Regions from separate parts of the Hordeum vulgare genome. Here region 1 is linked to region 2. A link is a contact called in public Hi-C data. All regions are on one chromosome and are shown on one strand. The core of a region is the stretch at or near the end of the contact, and the rest is flanking DNA. Distances in the headings are between cores, read along the strand shown.

Region 1 (6,711 bases), core at 1,684-4,183, 200 kb before region 2:
GGGGCCCAGTAAGTTGGTTATCGTTCAGTTCTAGGTACTGAAGACGCTGCAAATTCTCCAGGGTGTCTGGAAGCTCACCAGTAAACCCACACCCACTTAAGTTCAGCAGAACAAGCGACTCGAATGCCCCGATGCATGAAGGAAACCGGACGTAGAGTGGCATGGAGGACAAGTCTATGGCCACAACGCTACGCCCCGAACAGGTTATACCTAACCAGCTGCATGGGGGAGTTTCTGAATCAAACCAGCCGCGAAGGAAACCTTTTTCTTCAGCAATTGAGTGCCTCAGAGTGAATAAACTTTTTATATCACTTGATTCAGACATGACAGAACTGGGGATGAAGATCACAAGAAGAATAAGAAGGCAGATACTTCGAGATCCCATTGCTATTATGTTCATTGGACTTGTGTAACGTTCAGTCTGCAAATAAAAGATAAACATGTCAGCAGCTTTCAAAAGAACCACATAGCACATGATATGCCAAAAGTTCGTCATGTTCACTATGTCAGTGCGAAAACAATGAGATGTGATGCAGAACAAAAAGAAATCCAAGTTTTCATTTATCTTATGAGAAAACAACAATAGAAGTAATAGTAAGGGTTTTATTTATTTGAACCAGACTAGACGTTCAAGGCTTCGAAACAAACGGCTTGTTTATTATAGAACTTGGTAGATTTTAATCACACCTAGATGTAAATGAGTAATCAAAAGTTGTACAAGCATACATCTCAAGCAGGGATTTACACTGACTACCTTCTCAATCATATGATGCTCTTTCTTTGCTGGCGTTAGTTACAACAGAGATACAGTAGACGTAAAGCTCAACTCAATCAAATGTAATACGCTCCTCTCAGAAATACACCCTGAACTCCTGAAGAAAAAGAAGAAACAGCAGTCAGCTTCATGTAAGTAATGCTCAGGTCAAGGTACAAGAATGAGTAAACAAGCAAGCACGTTCTAGTTCAGTCAACATCACACAACAAAACAGAAGAACCACAAGTTACAAATACTCTCACTTAGCACTTGCCCCTACCATCTAGCCAGGAGACCCGGGCATTGCCGGTGGTGTTGTGTCCAAAAGAAAGAGCACGCTACCATAACAAACCCAGGAAACACAAAGGAGAAAACAGCAGCACAAGTGGGGAAAAAAACCTCCCTAAATCCAAAGAAGCAGGGGAGTCGGAGTGTAGTACACGGGAGGATGCCCATGAAACATTCATCCACCACAAAATTCACAAGCCACTCCACTGTTTTCCTATAACGAGAAATGCTATAGTAAATACTGCATGGTTGCGGTGCAGCTTTACATCAAGAGCAGATGGCACAAAACCAAGCATGCAGCGTCATAAATGCAGGCCGGGATGCCACCTCCTGCACAGGGAGGAAAGGAAAAGGCACGGACCGCAGGGCACAAGAAAGACCACTCCCACACACATCCCCTTCCCCACGAGATTCAGCAAGTGGCGACACATACGCAAGCCGAGCACAGAACAGTCGTGGTGCCCTACACCGCCGCGGATTAAATGACAACAACCACGTCAAATCATGCCCCCTCCCCATCCCACGAATCTCTGAAGCCTCTGACCGGGCTCTCTGATCCTGGTTCTTTAACCTGGGAGCCAGAACATCGATTGGACTGGACATTTCAAAGAGGCGATGGGTGACAATAACACAAACTTGAGGGGGGTGATTGCAAAAGGAGTTACTACCAGCATTTCTGCCTAAAGATGTCAGATCTTTTCTTCTTTGCAGGGTAAAGATGCCCACGCTTACATCTAATCTAAGCAAAACATTAAGAACCAGAATAGTACTGCTAATATTACCACTTGTGGAATGTTTTCTCCAGTGATTTGGGCCGTCATATGGGACCGATTTGTTTATGAGGAGGCTGACCAACCAAGTACGATTAGCAGTATATTAAATGTAGTTCTACTGCGCTCAAGGGTACGCACAAAACAAAAGTACAGCCAACCATGGGATGGAGTCTACACTCTACAGCTGCTGCAAAAGAGTAAGTACGTACGTAGCCCAAGACAGCACGAAGGGGCTGGGTTTAACTGAACTGACGCCACGACGGCGAAACCGGGGGCGGAATCTGCACGAACAGGAATTACTGAACACTTTTTTCATCAAGGGGAAAAAAGGCGAGCAAAACGAATGGAATTGGAACCGGGAACACCGAAGGTGAATTTTGAGGGGGTGAAATACAAATAGTAAGATTCGGTGGGACGAACAGGACAAGGAACAGGGAAAAGCACCGCAAAAACACCAAAAAGGAAGGGAAATGCTCTGTAGCGAGTACCGAGTTGCATATGGGATAACTGGAAGAACAAAGCCATCACCGAATGCTATAGTAATCAGGAAGACCCGTCACGGAGAAGCCGCGGTTATCATCCTCCACCGCCGTGAAGTTGCAGTCCTAGATTAGAGATTTATCCGCATGAAACCACTTATTCAAGGCTTCCTTTGGTTGCAGTGAGGCAAAACGAGGCCCAACAAAAAACGAGGATGTCGAGGCGCACAAGGAGAGTCCCTCTCTTTGCCATGGAAAGATCTACCCGGGCGGTCAATTTGGAGGAAATCGAAGAAATGGCAGATGGTTCCGCACAAAGTTGCAGACAATTCGCAAACGGAGTACTAGCGGGCAACTGGGAAAAAAAAATCCCGTATAAATCAGCAAGCAGATTGGGCCTTCTACCGCAACAACATTTGACAGCAGTCATCAGTCTACTGAAATCATGCCGCTGCTGCGATTAACCCGAGATGGCGAGAGCAAATAGCGACCACCACACGCGTGCGCAGGGCGGCGGCAGCAAGGTTCGTACCGAGTTGGTGCCGGGGACGCAGGAGCAGGGGCGCGTCGCCGCGGAGCCGACGAGCCGCTTCAGACGCCCGCTTCTCCGTGCGCTGGAGCCGGAAACCCAAGGAGGGAGGCGCGCGCTCCTGCAGGCATGGACGAGGGAGGGGCGTGAGTGAGCAGCGGGCGAGAGGGAGGGGGGCGCGGCGGCGGACGGGACCGGCCGCGAAGAGCAGGAGAGGACGATCGGCTGGCGTGCGCACCTCGCAATGCCGGGGCGGCGGCGCGGGCGGGCGGGCGGCGGCCGTCGGGTCCTCCGGGAGGGAGGGGAGGTGGTCAGGTGGGGTGGGGCGCGCACGAGAGGGGCGTGCCGCGTGAGGCGGCAGGCAGCGAGTGGGGAGGAGGAGAGGCGAGGGCGTACGTAGTCGCTCGCTGACTGGGGTTTGGGGTTTGTGGGGCGGGCGGGCGGAGGAGGGCGAGGCGGTTTGTTTCGGGTGGGAGAAAAAGGTGGCCTGCGTGCTCTGCTCTGCTCTGCTCAACCCTCTCCCTCTCGTGCTGCCTTCGCCGTTAGCGATATGAGCAGCGGCCACGTTTCCTTCCCCACGGTCATATCGAGTCGAATGCATGCCCTCCTCGCAAGAAAACTCGCCGCTGTCGTTGTTTGCGCAGGGAAATGAATGGCCTTTGGCCGTGTGCACTGCCCCTGTGTTTGTTCCCATGGTGATAAGGTCCTCTTGGGTTACAAAAAACCGTCAACTAAAAAAGGCGTAAATCTTCGTTTTGTAGGGAAAGGATATCCAAATCAGTGGGTTTACTAGCACGTGTGTTTTGCATAGTCATGCAAAGATCACAAGGAGAGAGAGAAAAACAATCAATTCGATATATGCAAGAGATATATAAGAAAGGCCATACAGGACAACCGATTATGTGCTAACGACATGGGCTAACACAATCTTGATAGAAATATCAATAAGAAGCAAATGAGAAAAGGCCCATAATAAAATGGTGAGAACCCTTCTTTGAATAAGACCGGTCCGAGCCGAGCCGCTAGTGTGGGGAAGGTTGTTCCTCTCGATTTTAGAGACTACTACTGTGGCTGTGGCTGTGGCTATGGCTAAATCATCAGCGTGTGTGGTGGATGGGATCCGACGGCGAATACCGCATTAAAACAAGCACACAATCCATGTACTCTGTCTTCATTGGTCCGAAGTTGTGTGCCTTTTTTTTTCTGGTACGGTAATTTTATTTTTTTATTTTTTGAGAATGTACACTACTTCAGAGGTGTGGTTCGTTCATGACATACACTAAGGCTATGTACATCATGACATGACATGATACTGCGCCGCGATATACTCCCAAAAACTCCCAACATCGAAAATATCATAGAAGATGCATATGGACTCTGTTTTCGATGAACTCGAACATGTCATGAAGATGACCATAAGCTATAAAATTCACAAAAAGAAACACCAAACAAGAACCAAGAAGTATGATGCAAGGATGCAAATGGTTTGAGCTCTCAACGAACGATACGATCAAGCTACTCACTTGAGAGCCCCCCTTGACAGTACGTCAATCTATCCTAAAACAGAAAACCTATCAAGGGCAAACCCATACCTTGCAATTCGTCCTCTTGAGCTAGATGACGCTGATCTTGGCTTCCTCAAGATAGACCACCTTTCTTGATTGCGTTGGCTTGATAAACACTAGTTGATTTCTCCCCCATACACACTATGGGTGAGCCGCTCTTCAGCATATCTTCACAATGTTGGGTAACGTAGAATAAATTCAAAAAAATTCTACGCATATTCAGATCTTCCTATGGAGAGACCAGCAACGAGAGAGGGGTAAGAGCATCTTCATACCTTTGAAGATCGCTTATCGGAAGCGTTGCTAGAACGCGGTTGATGGAGTCGTACTCGCAGCGATTCCGATCTAGTGCCGAACCACGGCACCTCCGCGTTCAACACACGTGCAGCCCGGTGACGTCTTCCGCGCCTTGATCCAGCAAGGAGGAGGGAGAGGTTGGGGAAGATCTCCGGCAGCACGACGGCATGGTGTCGATGGAGAGACGAGGTCTCCCGGCAGGGCTTCGCCAAACACCGGCAGAGAGGAGGAGGAAGAAGAGCAGGGTTGCGTCGAGGGAGAGGGAAAACTGTGTCTCCAAAAGCCCAAAAGTGCCCACTATATATAGGAGGAGGGGAGGGGGTGCCACCCCTAGGGTTCCCACCCTAGGTGGTGCGGCAGCCCCCCCAGATGGGAGGTGCGGCGACGAGGGCAAGGAGGAGGGGTGGCGCACCCCTAGGTGGGCCTTAGGCCCACCAGCGCCTAGGGTTTCCCCCCCCCCCCTCTCCACCTCCTGCGCCTTAGCTTGAGTGTGGGGGGCGCACCGGCCCACCTAGGGGCTGGTTCCCTCCCGCACTTGGCCCATCTAGCCTCCCGGGGTCGTTGCCCCCTTCCGGTGGACCCCCGGGGCCACCTCCGGTGGTCCCGGTGGTCCCGGTAGGTTACCGGTGATGCCCGAAACACTTCCGGTGTCCGAAACCATCCATCCTATATATCAATCTTTACCTCCGGACCATTCCGGAGCTCCTCGTGACGTCCGAGATCTCATCTGGGACTCCGAACAACTTTCTATAACCTCATATAACAATTTCCTATAACCCTAGCGTCATCGAACCTTAAGTGTGTAGACCCTACGGGTTCGGGAGACGGGTAGACATGACCGAGACACCTCTCTGGCCAATAACCATCAGCGGGGTCTGGATACCCATGGTGGCTCCCACTTGATCCACGATGATCTCATCGGATGAACCACGATGTCAAGGATTCAATCAATCCCGTATACAATTCCCTTTGTCTGTCGGTATAGAACTTGCCCGAGATTCGATCGTCGGTATACCTATACCTTGTTCAATCTCGTTACCTGTAAGTCTCTTTACTCGTTCCGTAGCACGTCATCGTGTGACTAACTCCTTTAGTAAAATTGAGCTCATGATGATGTTCTACCGAGTGGGCCCAGAGATACCTCTCCGTCACACGGAGTGACAAATCCCGATCTCGATTCGTACCAACCCAACACACACTTTCAGAGGTACCCGTAGTGCACCTTTATAGTCACCCAGTTACGTTGTGATGTTTGATACACCCAAAGCACTCCTACGGTATCCAGGAGTTGCACAATCTCATGGTCGAAGGAAAAGACACTTGACATTAGAAAAGCTTTAGCATACGAACAATACGATCTAGTGCTACGCTTAGGATTGGGTCTTGTCCATCACATCATTCTCCCAATGATGTGATCCCGTTATCAATGACATCTAATGCCCATGACCAGGAAACCATGATCATCTATTGACTAACGAGCTAGCCAACTAGAGGCTTGCTAGGGACACATTGTGATCTATTTATTCACACATGTATCACTATTTCCTGTTAATACAATTATAGCATGAACAATAGACGATTATCGTGAACAAGGAAATATGATAATAACCATTTTATTATTGCCTCTATGGCATATTTCCAAGAGTCTCCCACTTGCACTAGAGTCAATAATCTAGTTACATTGTGATGTATCGAACACCCATAGCATTATGGTGTTGATCATGTTTTGCTCATGGAAGAGGTTTAGTCAATGGGTGTGCGACATTCAGATCCGTGTGTACTTTACAAATCTCTATTACTCCACTCTGGACATGGTCCTGGATGGAGTTGTAGCGGCGTTTGATGTGCTTCGTCTTTCGATGAAACCTGGGCTCCTTGGCTATGGCAATGGCCCCGGTGTTATCACAGAAGAGTGTCATTGGACCCGACGCGCTTGGAACCACTCCAAGGTTGGTGATGAGCTCCTTCATCCAAATTCCTTCATGAGCTGCTTCTGAAGCAGCTATGTACTCCGCTTCACATGTAG
Region 2 (6,351 bases), core at 308-2,807:
GAATAGATATGCTTAGCCAATGATTTTGTTGCAGTTACTCAAATACCAGTATTCATCTTTGCTGTTCCCAGCGCACCTGTTGTTGGATCATGACAAAGCCATTCTTGTTTGAGATTTTCAGGGGGAGGAGCTCTGCAAGTTCTACTCTCGCTATGGCATCTGCAAGTTTGGCGTAAACTGCAAGTTCGACCATCCGATGGCGGCCCCGATGGGGGTCTACGCGTACGGCTACTCCGCGTCGGCGTCGCCCAACGCGCCCATGGCTCGCCGTCTCCTGGAGTCGCCCTCCGGGTCTGCGTACGCGTCCTAAGGCTCCCCGGCAATTTGACCTTGATTGATCTCGATGATGATGTATAAAAAGCCATCGCGCGCCGTCCGTCCTCGGTCGCGCCCCGCGAATGTTCTCTCCCCCTAACTCCCCCGGAATCAAGTTCTGTAAAAATCGAGTTTGCTACCAGAGATGTACAGTTATTTTTGTTAATGCGGGTCCTTGGATGGATGGATGGATGGAGAAGCCATTTGCTACCGAATGAAATAATGGTTGAATGCAGTCGTTGGAAATGTCGGCATTTTTTTTCGTCAATATGGTTTCCTGACGGATGTCGTGTGTGTGCGTGTGGACGAACACCAGGAGGCCATATTTTTCCTTCCTTCTTTCTTTCTTTCCTGCATTTGGGTTTTCTTGACCGCAGGGTGAAGGATGGAGGTAGAACGAGGAGCAAGCAAAAGCTTGGTGCAGAATTCAGTTGAGGCATCGCCATCATGATCTTGTCGCCGGGAAAGTTTTGTGAGGTAACCGGCGTCTTCCCAACGACCCCGAGTTTAATGTGGGAGGGGAGGCCATGATGATAAGGCGCCGAACCTGGTCCAACCACTTTTCTTGTTGCGGGGGTGACGCATAAATGCTTGCCTCAATTTGTGGTAGCAGCCAACCAAATTGTCCTCGACGTTGCCTGCGAAGTGCAAAGATCTCATGTCACCACTCACCAGCGAGCGTCGTCTCATCAACCTTGTCTTTGGTGGCAGTAAAACTTGATTGATGATGATCAGCTGCACCGCGCAACAGTGGAATCGTCCTATCAATGAAGTAGATGTAGGACGGCTTTGTGTCAACGCTGCTGCCCTGGTGCATCTGCCATCATCTCCACGAACAATTTCCTTCTTCCTCTTCTTCTCGACACTCGTAATAATGATGGTCTAGCAGTACCATCAAATCAAATCAAATCAAATCAAAGGGAGTAAATAAGCTTGTTCCTGCAGCAGTGACCCGGTGTCCGTGTGTCCAGGCCATGAGAAGAGAAGGGAACCATCGCGACGCACACGAGCACCGGCATCACATTCCCATCGTCCACCACCACCAGCCTCGTCCACGTCGAGATCCTGTTCCTAGGCAGGAGATATAGGCATAGGGAGATCTCGAGTGCGTATGAACGCGCCAAAGTGGATGCGCGGTTTCAACGCGGACCATCACGTCATGTGCGTACTATTGTTTACCGCCCACTCCTGCGTACGTACTGTATTTTTCTACTCCTACTACTACCGTCCACTCGGTGCGGCGCCCACTCGACTGACGGGCGTGACGGCAGCCAGCCGGTACCGAGTACTGAGACGAGACGAGACGAGATCTCGGCCTCCCTCCCAAGTCGTCCGTCGTCGGCTCCCGAAAAGGACCTCACACTCCCTCCCTCCCCACCCCTCTCCGCCCACTGCACAGTCCAAATCCCCACTCCACCCCGCCGACGATGCCCAAGCCGCTCTTCCTCCTCCTGCTGCTCCTCCCCCTCCTCGCGGCGGCCGCCCACTCCTCACCGGTAAGCGCGCAGTACGGTACATTCGACAGCCCAATTCCGCGAATCTTGGCCCTGACATTGCCTGCCTGCTCCACGCGCGCGCAGGAGGTCCCGGTCCCGGATGCGGCGGCGGCGGGGGCGCGCATGGTGCCGATGGCCCCGGCGGGGGTGGGGTTCAGCGGGGTGGTGCTGAACGAGACGCGGCGGCGGCTGGGGAGCTTCCAGCTCTGCGCGCCCTGCACCTGCTGCGGCGGGCCCAGGGGCGTCTGCGTCCTCTCCCCGTGCTGCTACGCCATCAACTGCAACATCCCCAACCGCCCCTTCGGATTCTGCTCCTTCACCCCCAGGTCATGCGACTGCCTCCGCTGCAACGTCTGACCCTCTGCTTCCCAGCGCCATATGGGCGAGGGCAATGTTCAGACTTGAGAGTCATAGTAAGTATTTTTAGGGGAAAGAGGACGGACGGACGGACATGATAGCATGAGAGCTCCCCCCCCCCCCCCCCCCCCCCCGCCCGAATGCTTGCTTGCTTGCTTGCCGATTTGTTATTGTTTTTCTTAGTCCTATTATACTAGCCATTTTGCTGCCGAATTGTTATTAAGTATATCGTGTAGCTGCTACCTCCGGATGGATGGAATTGGTTCGCTAGCACAAGAGTGCCACTTCTGGGATTGCCCTGGGACATTGCGTGTCTCGTCTCATCGATGCTTTTCTTCATACATCTAGTTAACAAGTGTGGAGATTCAGTGCCTTTTATTATTGGTTGGTATCTCTTGTGTCTCATTCCTTTCCATCCATCTTTTACATGAAATGTTTCCATATGATTCGGTCAAGTCGAACTGCATAAGACATTTAGGAGGTCCATGTTCTTCATATCAGTCACTCACTTGTACTGCCTGCATATTAGTTTCCCTCTTGTGTTGGCTTGGATTGATCCCACTCTTTTCGACTTTCGTCGGTGTATCAAGATTCATTGCTTCCACAATTTTGCTACGCAAAGTGTCATGGGTTCAGTATTGTGTACATCTGTCACCACCAGAAAATTGATTTAAATCTTGTGCCCATTTTAGAATTGTACAAGTTGACCTGTTTTTATTGTAGTTTTAACACATTGACTGCTCCTTTACTCACCTTTAAGGAAGCCTAGTTGGGCTCCAGCTTTTGTGAATTCAGTAGGCAGCATCCTTTATTTAGGCTGAAAAGAAAAGCCTTGCAGTGGTTTCAATGGAACATGAAGTTTTCATCACAAACACTGGTTGTTCATTATCAGACATCCATTCTACTGCACAGAATTCAGTTGCATCTAGTAAAGTACATGCCATTCAGTTAACTTGATAGTTTATCTTTTGGATTTGTAGCTTCAAACCTGGACAAGTGTGGCATGTAGCTTCTACTTTTGAACAAAGTAAAAGACAATGCACATACACATGCATCATAGGCTGTGTACTTGTTTCTAAGTTAACTAAGCATACCCTGTTGTTTAATCCAAATTCTGTAATCAAAAGTTGTGCATAATGTGTTGCTTTTGATTGATATCTGTTCAAAGACATTCAGCTGCTTTGCAATGCTACTCCTAAGGCATATATATATATACTTACTTCATATGTTAATCCGATTTTGCTGTGTTTCCACATTTTTGCGTCGCCCATTTGGTTTACACATACAAAAGGTGTCGTTGGGAGAGACGATGTCAATGATCTACTTTACTTTACTGCTTGTGCTGCACATAGGTGATGTTGAGTCGCATGCCAAAAGGTACCTCACGTGCTAATCTCCCAGTAGTCATCAACATGCAGCTTTTCTCCCCTATCTGTGATTATTGAGTAGGAGTGTATCAACCATCATCACTTGTTCTCCTTGTTGGGTCTCCTACTCTCCTGCATGTTGTCCTGTTTCTCAAGAGAGTGACTATGATTGTGAAGTGACTCTCACTACCTAAGGCTGAAAAGGTATCATGCAAAAGTGATTTTATATAGAAGGGGTAAAAAGGAGCCTGTCTTAGATCTCATCTTGAATTCCTCGTTTTTCTTATTGCTCATGCCTCAATCAAGGTTGGATGAATCCATCATTTTCCTTTCCTCCAATTATCGGCGCATTTTTGTCGCTATTTACTTGGATCAACTTGCTTCTCGTTTACATTCATCATCAGGCCATCACTAGTCCTTGTTGTCTCCTTCCAAAGAGAAGCACGACGATTTCCAAGTGGCTTTTGACTGTCCGACGCTGAAAACACACGCTATGTTCTGAACTGCAAAAACGTCTTATATTTGGTTACATAGGCAGCACGCAAAACCGATGTTTTGGAGGGAAAACAGTTGCGTTGTCTTCCTCTGCAAGTCTCTGTGAAAGCGGCATATATTAGACCCGCGTACTGGCTGCTCACCGTGTGAAATGAAATGGCTGCAGTGATGGGTTGGCTGCGCCGGGGCGCATATTTTCAGAGATGAACGTGGGGAAACCCCTCTCCCATCCGGCACCCCCCCGGGCGGAGCTGGACACGTATATAAATGATGATCGGTCGGGCCTGCGAATTATTGGGGCGACGTTTATTACGCCAGCCCCGAGCCCATGTTCCTTGCGCGACAGATCGATAGGGCGCCGCCCTCTCCGTCTCCGTTTCCATGTGCGCGCAGGCATGGATGATCATCAGCCGGAGAACAATAGCCTACGGCAATGCGGACGCATGTGTTAGGCCCTGTTTGGTTTTTATAATCTGTTATGTTTCCAAACAGGACGGTTTATATTGTAGATTTTTAAAAACTAGATAATCAGATTATTAAAAACTCATAATCTACTCTACCCCAGCTAAAATCAGATTATGGATTACTAATGACCTATTACCCTTGTAAACTTGGAGATAATTACCTACTGCCACCGCCACTGTCCTGTTTTTATAAACAGGACAGACATGTCATTGTACAATGTAAAACCTGAATTACATTTTATATAATCTGGTCTCCAAACATGTCCACCTGGATTATTTTTATAAACCAGATTATATAATCTATCTTCATAATCCAGATTATTATAATCTATTGTGGTTCCAAACAGGGCCTTAATGTGATGGATTCAACATCTGTCTTGGATCTCTTGTACTCCTACTACTACAGTATATTGCATGTCTGAGCTGTTGTCGTAGTAAAGACGGTTGTGTGCATCGCAGTTATGCAAAGATCATGGTCGGCCATCCTTTTTAAGAGACAAAAAAGAGGATTAATTTGTACACAATATAAACGTTGTAGGGGATTAATTTGAGTTATGGAAGGGAGTAGGGGGATGCTTGCTATGCCTGTCATGAACAGAACATATATAGGATAGGATAGGAGAGCCGCAGCGTTTGCTTCCCTCACGACTGAGAAGCGAGAAGCGTCGCGACTCGCCAGCCAGTGGTGCGTGATAAGCCCCATAGCCTCTTTCGGCCAGGCATTTCTCAGCCATGATCCCTGCGAAATCTGTGAACGGAAAGAAGCAATGAAATGCTATGCGCACACAGACACAGGCGGCTTGTCTCCCTCTCTAGGAATACTCAAGCACAACGCGGTTCTTACTTCTTACACGTAAATAAACATGTGCATTGTGTTGTCGATTTTTCTTGAGGAAGCATGAAAGCTTTGCGTCTCCGTGCATCGACACAAAGCGCAAACATATCATAATAACAGCAACGTAAATAAATTGTACGGGGAGTTTAGCCCGTCGAAAGAATAATTTGGCGCCGGGAAAACCTGCCAGGAAGCATATTCTTGAGCCTCAACAACAGGAAAATGATTTGTGGCTCTCCGATACCACACACCCCTATATGAATATAGCATTTAAATATTAGGAATTTTAAAAAATATATATGAACTTTTGGGATATGAAACATGGGTGCCCGTTGTACACGCTTGTTTAGTTTTGTGAGGAATGGATGCCCGTGGTAATGTCAGTAAAAAAGATGAAAAAATCCATATGTACAGGAAAAAAAGTTGGATGTATTGTTTGTCAGATCGTAATTTCAGTTTTTTCAATTTTTTTGATATGTGTTCTAATGCTACTTCCATATAGGGGTGCGTGGCATCCGTGTGCTTCAATGCATTTCCCCTCAACAACACCATTACTCAGATCAGCAGAAGCACCTGTTTCAGACGGGTGAGAAAACCTCACCTGGCACTCTGCCGGCAGTTCTTCAGTCTACCTGAAGACCCAAGACCTAATTTATTCATTTAGGCAGTAAAAGCAAACAAAATGGTAGACATCAATCCCATGTGAAGCAAAACTGATGGTGTGGCCGCCATCGGTAGGTTATCTCTGAAAAAGTGATGCATGTTGGAGCTCATATTCTCGAGAGAAAAAATCCCATGTGAAGCAGCAAAGAAGTACGTACAGAGCTACTAGCATATCTTGGCCAAAAGAACTGATAGTCATTCAGTTAAAAGTGGTACAATCATGAGTCAAGCTAGATTTTCTCACTCAAAACAAAGAAAAAGAAAAAGAGTCAAGCTAGATGCTAGTAGAGCAGTACTCAGTACATACCCAGGCTGTCTGCACAACAAAACACATGGCCTCACAACACCTCACACTTGAC

Evidence for each region. A called contact is a pair of places that touch in the nucleus more often than the background predicts.
Region 1: a Hi-C map of leaf shows a contact between it and region 2, with 5 times the contacts expected there. The contact joins the promoter of LOC123445210 here to the promoter of LOC123445208 in region 2. A contact is called at or near these places in 4 of 6 Hi-C or Micro-C datasets (leaf and seedling) and 1 of 1 datasets of contacts at active chromatin or transcription factors (embryo).

Annotation. Positions count from the first base shown.
Region 1 is chr3H:571,405,181-571,411,891 of MorexV3_pseudomolecules_assembly, reverse strand. It overlaps LOC123445210 (leucine-rich repeat receptor protein kinase MSP1-like), which reads right to left and starts at 2,933. Exons shown (of 3, transcript XM_045122168.1): 1 at 2,827-2,933; 2 at 755-872; 3 at 1-421. The coding sequence starts at 766.
Region 2 is chr3H:571,201,711-571,208,061 of MorexV3_pseudomolecules_assembly, reverse strand. It overlaps LOC123445208, which reads left to right and starts at 1,557. Exons shown (of 2, transcript XM_045122164.1): 1 at 1,557-1,811; 2 at 1,896-2,559. The coding sequence starts at 1,743. The coding sequence ends at 2,168. LOC123445209 (zinc finger CCCH domain-containing protein 12-like) reads left to right here. Exons shown (of 7, transcript XM_045122166.1): 7 at 122-561. The coding sequence ends at 310. It overlaps LOC123445207, which reads right to left. Exons shown (of 2, transcript XM_045122163.1): 2 at 6,144-6,351.